Regions from separate parts of the Zea mays genome. Here region 2 is linked to region 1. The links are chromatin contacts, called in public Hi-C maps. All regions are on one chromosome and are shown on one strand. The core of a region is the stretch at or near the end of the contact, and the rest is flanking DNA. Distances in the headings are between cores, read along the strand shown.

Region 1 (3,977 bases), core at 540-3,039:
TATACAGTAGATATAGGATATATATACATATATTTCGTATAAAACTATATTATTTTAATTGATCAATATCTAAATTATAATTATCAGAACAGGGTATAGTAGTAAAGTAATCGCTGGTTCAACCCTCGTGATACGACATAAAATGTACGAAGTGGCAGAGTCACGTAGGTAGGAGTAGTTAATGACGCATTTAGATTGATGATATGGACTCATCCGGAATCATTTGAACCTAAGTCTGAACCTGGATGTTCTGTTTGGTTTGTGTCACGAGGTGAACCGATCCGTCGTCAAGCTATCTTTCATAGCCTTCCCCTCAAACGTAAGTTGACGGACGAGCTGGTTCCTCAAAAAAACAATATCGAATGACCTCGTTCTTCTCGTCTCCAACCCATGACAGATGATTCGACTTTGGGCTGAATAATGCTGCAATCCAAACACGTCATAAATTATTCTCCCTCTCTGATTTCGAGATTTTTCTCATGTTTCATTTGGCCAACATTTGTGCAAATTGGAGGCCCAAAGCCCAATGGGCTTGTGCCGAGGCCTTATTGCGCTCTAAGCTAGTTCAAACAAAAAATAGGGGCCCGAGTGGAGCGGGAGGCAAACCAAAGGCCCAGCTGTTACAATGTGACTGACTGCTGTACTCCTACTAGCATCACAGGAGCGCTGCTGTTGATTCATTTGTTTTTTTTTTTTGATAGAATGTTGATTCATTTGTTGCTGAGGGATCCACGAGGAGTAGAGCAGTAGTAGTGTGTACCCCTTGGGTGGGGTAATACGCATTATTTACGGCCTTCAAAGGCAGGTTTTGCTTGATTGATTGGTTGATTTGCATCAGGCATGCATTTCGGATCTGAATGCTGCTGTCGATATACCAGCAAAGAAAAAAAACATCCAAATCCATGGTTGAGAAAAGCTATACTTTCTCATCTACGTAACTTTTAGCTAAGGAAATTCTTGACTGCGAATTTTACCTACCTGCAATCCATGGTTTTGGAAAGATGAAAATACACTGGCTTTAGAATTTCAGAAACACAAGTTATACCTTCCGTACATGTTTGGGAGCAAGAGTATTAGAGAGAATTAAGAGAACTGTAATCCCATGCTATTCAAAATTGAATAATAAGGGATTGTAGTTTTCAACCTAGAGGTATACAAAACAAAGAGCTAGCTCATAGGCAAGGAATACTGTGGCAGTTCATCAGCCCGTCATCACCACACCAGAATAGCCAGCTTCATTGGAAGCGCAAGCGCCTCTTCTCAAATGCAAAAAAAAAGATCCATAGATAAGATACGCTGCTCTGATCCGACTTGTGTACTTTCATATAATAATAAATAAATGGGGTTACCAGAAAAAAAAGGTGCGGTTACAAAACAACTTCGTAATTTCAGCTTGTTTTCGCTAAAAGGAACTTACTACGTTCTGTACCAGCAGTAGTAACCAGGGGCAGCGAGATGGCGACGGCTGATGGGCACTTAAAAAGTGAAAAAAAAGTCATCATGCATCCATGCACGGAGGCCGATGCATGGCACTGTTGATAGGTACTAGAGAAAGAAAGAGATGGGAACGAGAGCGGTGGAGATTTCCCCTCCCCCCTGTCGAGCTAGCTTTTGGTGCATGCAGTTGCAAGGTCTTCTTCCTTCAGCTTTTACCTCCCCCGTCTGGCCCGCTTTAAAGCCCTCGTTTAGGATTCTAATAATAATAAAGCTGCCAAGCTAGGAGACATGAGGGAGGCCACTGCACTGCGCTCTTTCTGAGAGCCGCCCACCTTTCACCTTTGCATAATAGCAGCAGTGCCGCGTGTCACATCACATGTGAGAGGAACTGGTATCATCCCTAGCCGACAGCTTCGACCGGTTCAGATTCGTCTGCAAGCCCGAATCACCGTGGCAAGGACACGCGCTGTTTGCACGCACCCATGTACAAGTACAAGTAGTAGTATACGAGTCCAAGCACGCACGTATGCATACGCGTCAAATATATGAAAGCAGATAGCAGCCTGGTGTACGAGAATGTGCAGTCGTGTCATCGGAGCGTCCAATTATCCTGCTACTCTACAGACCGCAACACGCGCGCGTACAGGTACAGCGTCCATCAAAGGCGAAGGCTGGCACCTCACCACCTGTGTCACTTTGGCTTCCCCTCCTTTTCAGGCGGATTGGGATGTCGGCTAGTGAGTGCCTTACGCGGCGTACCTCGTACGGTTGGTATTATACTATATACCTGTTGTGCTAATTGCAAGAACCTCGCGGTGATCTTCCTTTTTCTGCAATAATCTCAAGAATAATCTCAAGAATCTGAACCAGTATGTCAGCCTAAAAAGAACCTGTATAATTGATGCTATTGATTGAGAGAAAGATGACTTTGTCACATCTAAGCCAAACAGACCAAAACATTAACGCCACACTAATTAGAGAAATCTTTTCCTTTGCGAGCTTTTTTTGTTACTGTTGGGGGTATACTTCGTAGCCGAAGATCCTAAAAAAGAACACCTTCGAAAAGTCTTCTCAGAAGCAAGCGCCGAAGCTATTATTTATAAAGCTTCGGCATAAAGATAAATCTCAAGATGAAGGGTCGAACCGACTTAGAGATGAATTGACTTAAAGACCCATATTGTTTTGTGTCATTATCATAGTCGATTGAGAAGGGCATACATGTAATTTTGCGCAAATTGCATCATGTGCCTAGGCTCCTGTAATCACGCATTGGGCATTTGCTTTTGCGCCATGCTGGTACTTTTGCTTTCCTTCAAGCCGAAGGTACATTTGTAATTTGTTATCATTTCTATAATAATAAAATAGAAATGAGTTAATAATAATAATCAAATGCTTATATTATTTTTCATATTTTATGTAAATCCTTCTTCATTATTTGTTGTGCTTATGAAGGTATGTCCTTCATAACCTTCGTCCGGAATTTATTATATCCCAGGGGAGATAATTCTTCGAAGGACGAAGGACTTTAACGTTTAACAATTTCTGTGTTGCCTTGTTCTTAATTCATAGCAGTTAAGAACAAATCCCCAACAGTTACCATACCAATTCCCAGTTAAATGATTAATATTATATGTAAAGTTAATGGTTCAATGGTAATTAAGGTTAATGCAGGATTATTGTGACTAACGTATGTTTTACATAGATATGGTAAGTTACGTCACAACAATGCAAGGAGTTTGGTCTTACACCACCTCCAACGGCGTGACCTATAAAAATGCCTATAATTTGAAAATGAGTATAATTTATAGAATTTAGGGCACCTGTTGGTCACTTGTCCTCAAATGCTATAAATTAAGAACAAGACAACACAATTGTTAATGGTTAAATACCTTCGTCCTTCGAAGCATTATTTCCTTTCGGATATAATGATCTTGAGACAAAGGTCATGAAGAACACACCTTCATCATTTTATAATATAAACATGAATATATAAATAAAGAAATGAAAGAATACAGAGAAATGGAGATAATATTTGCTATATATTCATGATTCATTTATCTTCATTATCCATGAATAAGCATTAACAATATTTATATTACAATGGTACCTTCGGTTTGCCGGAAGGTGTGAGAGCGAGAATGGTGCGAGAGCGATTACAATGCAGCGTGAACAGTACGGTGTTACTGTTCATTTATTTATAGGCACGGAACGCAGCCCGGATAAAAGTACATTTATATCCCTGGTAAATGCCTATAATCCTAACATGAATTATTGAGGACTATAAGGTCTTTAGCCCCTTTCAGTCAATTTGTTAGGCCAAAGGTCCTTGGCTTTTAGCTTCGTCGCCCACTCTTTATCTCCATTCATTCCGTAGTAAGAGAAGTTCTTCATCCCAAAGCCGAAGCTTCCTATAACTATTCATAATCACGTTGAAAACATATGGTTAGACACATTTTGAGGACCTTCGGAAGAGGAAGGCCCCCGACAGTAGCCCCTCGCAGTATTAATTTGTTTCCTTGTAATAAATTTAGACTGCGATG
Region 2 (3,977 bases), core at 1,069-3,568, 270 kb before region 1:
CACCACTGCAGCAACGCAAGTGGTAGTACCACTGCGTATAGTATTAACGGAAAAAAATTTGGTGCAGCACTGCTGCAAACCGAGTGGTTTGCAGCCTCTCACAAAAAGGTGGATAGACCCCACCCGCAGCAACAAAAATGTTATCTGGTGGATCTGCAGGTGGGGTCCATCCACCTTTTTGTGAGAGGCTGCAAACCACTCGGTTTGCAGCACTGCTGCACCAAATTTTTTTCCAGTATTAACACATGTCATCCCAGACATCCAATAGCTGCATGCAGAGGTCCCGTGTGTCCCCAGCATTCAAGTATTTGATCGAGTCAGTGTGCGTACTACGTCATTATATATATTCTAATAAGTTTTTTTGTAGCAAAATAGTATATAGGAAGCATGCATGTTGGGAGAGTCAATTAGTTTTATGTCTTCCATTTGATTACATACGATTATTACATGTATATATATAATGACCAGTGCATGCAGCGTATATCTTCCGTACGTGGTGTGCGATCGACATTAATTAAATCCTTAAGCTCTTGCGGCTTTGCCATTCCATATATAAATTAAAAAGGCAGGCGCTGCTGCAAACAGTTAAGATCCTTAACGCATGATCATATATAAAACTAAGGAAACTTACTGAAATAAACCTCCAAATCAAAGTAGACGTGCATGGATTCGTGCAGCCTCGATTAATTGGGCAAAACATTCCATTTGTTCCACAGGGTAAAGCTGCTAATACAATAAACCGCTATTGGCTAACAAGAAGGTGACAAAGAATTATCTGCATGCTTGGAAAAAGCATACCAACGTTGCTTCCAGTGTCTCCTTGCGTGTGTCTCTTGTGTAAAAAGAAAATAGCAGAGAGGCCATAAAGTGGTTATCTAGCTCCATGGGCATGTCCGTTTGTGCGTGTCTTTTCCAAACAACAACATCAATAATAACTAACGAAGCGCGCACATATCTCTAGATTCTCGTGTGTCCCCCCCCCCCCCCCCTTTTTGTGAGAGGCTGCAAACCACTCGGTTTGCAGCACTGCTGCACCAAATTTTTTTCCAGTATTAACACATGTCATCCCAGACATCCAATAGCTGCATGCAGAGGTCCCGTGTGTCCCCAGCATTCAAGTATTTGATCGAGTCAGTGTGCGTACTACGTCATTATATATATTCTAATAAGTTTTTTTGTAGCAAAATAGTATATAGGAAGCATGCATGTTGGGAGAGTCAATTAGTTTTATGTCTTCCATTTGATTACATACGATTATTACATGTATATATATAATGACCAGTGCATGCAGCGTATATCTTCCGTACGTGGTGTGCGATCGACATTAATTAAATCCTTAAGCTCTTGCGGCTTTGCCATTCCATATATAAATTAAAAAGGCAGGCGCTGCTGCAAACAGTTAAGATCCTTAACGCATGATCATATATAAAACTAAGGAAACTTACTGAAATAAACCTCCAAATCAAAGTAGACGTGCATGGATTCGTGCAGCCTCGATTAATTGGGCAAAACATTCCATTTGTTCCACAGGGTAAAGCTGCTAATACAATAAACCGCTATTGGCTAACAAGAAGGTGACAAAGAATTATCTGCATGCTTGGAAAAAGCATACCAACGTTGCTTCCAGTGTCTCCTTGCGTGTGTCTCTTGTGTAAAAAGAAAATAGCAGAGAGGCCATAAAGTGGTTATCTAGCTCCATGGGCATGTCCGTTTGTGCGTGTCTTTTCCAAACAACAACATCAATAATAACTAACGAAGCGCGCACATATCTCTAGATTCTCGTGTGTCCCCCCCCCCCCCCCCCCCCCCCCCCCCCTTTTGATTGTTGTTGGTCCACCTGAAGGAAATCAATGCAATGGGCAGTGGTGTTGGTGTGCTAGAGTTGCCTCTGATTTTTCACCTGGGCGCGCAATGCCACATGGTAACTAATTAACCACGCCCACTTTGATAATTTCATGTGATAAAAATTACTAACATTGTCCATGAATTAATTTTTAGGGGCCAAAGTACTAAAAGATCATCTATATGAAAGCTAAATGCTTTATATATATATGACACAAATAAATTAAGAATATATATAAGATACTACTATGAGATTACAAAATATAAAATCAGTAAATATAATGTGAGATACTCCCACAAAAGTAATTAGAAAGCATGCGTAATCTAATTAACTATCCAGGTGTTCAGCCGCAAATAAAGAAGAAGAAAAAAAAACTCTAGAAGCCAGGTGCGCCATCAATGCTTGTGCATGGAGTATATATGCCAATGCAGAAACAAACATATGCAAGCGGACAAGCAAGCTCGTTCAGATGCATGGTAATGCATGTGTGTGCAGGTGCACGCAATATACTGGCAGCAGCTAGCGCAGGGCGTGGGACCGGCCGGCTGGACAGAACGAAAGATGATCGCGCGCCTGTGCCCCTAGCTAGCTGCTACTCATCTCTATCTTGGTTCCAAAATAATTGCACTTTTAAATTTTGAGGTAATATAAAGAGGTTAATGTTGACGAGAAATTACGTATATACATACATACATTTGTAAAGATGTACGTAACGACCATTACAGTTTAGCATTTGAGAAAGCTATATAGGGGTTAGATATGATCCAATTCTCTTATTATAGTGCATTTATTTTGGGAAATTTTTATTATGAGGAGATCGAGTAGTTGCATGCATGCAAACATCCGCTCACATGATGAAACACGCTTCATCTATCTACATACACACACACACATGCTGCTGTGAAGTCAGACGCATACTGGAGTCACAAATAATTGTAGTAGTTAATATGCATGCCCAAATGCATGACCTAGTGGGGATGGCACAGTATCCGATCCATAGGGCTTGTTCGGTTAGCTCTCAATCCATGTGGATTGAGTGGGATTGGGTAGGTTTAAATCCCAAACAAGTCTAATTTCTTCTCAATTTTTTCCAATCCCGTCCAATCCATATGTAACGGGATTAACCGAACAAGGCCTAAGGGCTTGTTCGGTTATTCCTAAAACACATGGATTGGATGGGATTGAAAAAAATGAGAAGAGATTTGACTTGTTTAGGATTCAAACTCATCCAATCCCACTCAATCCACATTGATTGAGAGCTAACCGAACAAGCCCTAAGAGTGCGTGCACACATCATAGACATGGAATTTAAAGCTTTTATCTGGGAGGCTCAGGTTCCTTTTATGCTCTACCAATAGTTTTTCAATTTCAAATCTTTTATTTGAGACGCGCGAGTACGTACTTCATATATATATCACGCATTTTTTTAACTTGTAGCATCATCTACTACTACAACACTAGAGATTATAGTTATTGGCTAAAATTAGTTTGAGACATCTAAACAATTAATTTTAGTAAATTAGTTAATATTATATATATATATATATATATATATATATATATATATATATATATATAACGGGAGCCCTGTGCTTCTAATAGTTAAAGCAAGCCCAGGCCGACCACCCTGCAAACTGGTTCAACCAGCGCGCCCAAACAGACTGTCGGGTGCGCCACCTAACCCACGTCTGTTAGCGCAAAAAAAGGAATGCATGCATGAGTCAAACACGATCCAATGCATGCGCATAAATTTAGGAAAGATATGTGCGGCAGTTTCTGATTTTAAATCCTTTATTTCCTCCATAAATTTAGGATCGCTGTAACAACCATGCAGCTAGACGCGTAAGGACCATTTTATGATATATACTGAGACTAAATATGCTACACTGTGTTAATAATTATGCAATTCGATATACTACGTAAAAATCTGTTACCAGCTGCATGCACACGAATTTATGATAAAAACAATGTGCAATGAAAGGAAATGAATTACACGCATAGAAACAAAAAATCGTATTTAATGTTTTATTTCTTTCATAAATATAAGATCCCTCCAACAGCCATGCAGCTAAAACACATTAAATCTAGTTTATGATATATACTGATACAAATTATACTACATGGTGTAGGTATT

What was found. Hi-C and Micro-C count contacts between places; a contact is called where the count stands out from the background.
Region 2: a Hi-C map of tassel shows a contact between it and region 1, with 3 times the contacts expected there. The contact joins two enhancer-like sites. A contact is called at or near these places in 2 of 25 Hi-C or Micro-C datasets (ear and tassel).

The regions. Positions count from the first base shown.
Region 1 is chr4:231,531,298-231,535,274 of Zm-B73-REFERENCE-NAM-5.0, reverse strand. No RefSeq gene overlaps it. Among protein-coding and RNA genes, the nearest start is that of LOC100502389, 70 kb to the right of the region's middle. Within about 2 kb of position 1,789, at least 18 of the 20 cell types and tissues checked have an H3K27ac peak or open chromatin away from gene starts, as enhancers often do. A contact at or near this core is called in ear and tassel, where this site is marked.
Region 2 is chr4:231,806,797-231,810,773 of Zm-B73-REFERENCE-NAM-5.0, reverse strand. No RefSeq gene overlaps it. Among protein-coding and RNA genes, the nearest start is that of LOC103651773, 12 kb to the right of the region's middle. Within about 2 kb of position 2,318, at least 13 of the 20 cell types and tissues checked have an H3K27ac peak or open chromatin away from gene starts, as enhancers often do. A contact at or near this core is called in ear and tassel, where this site is marked.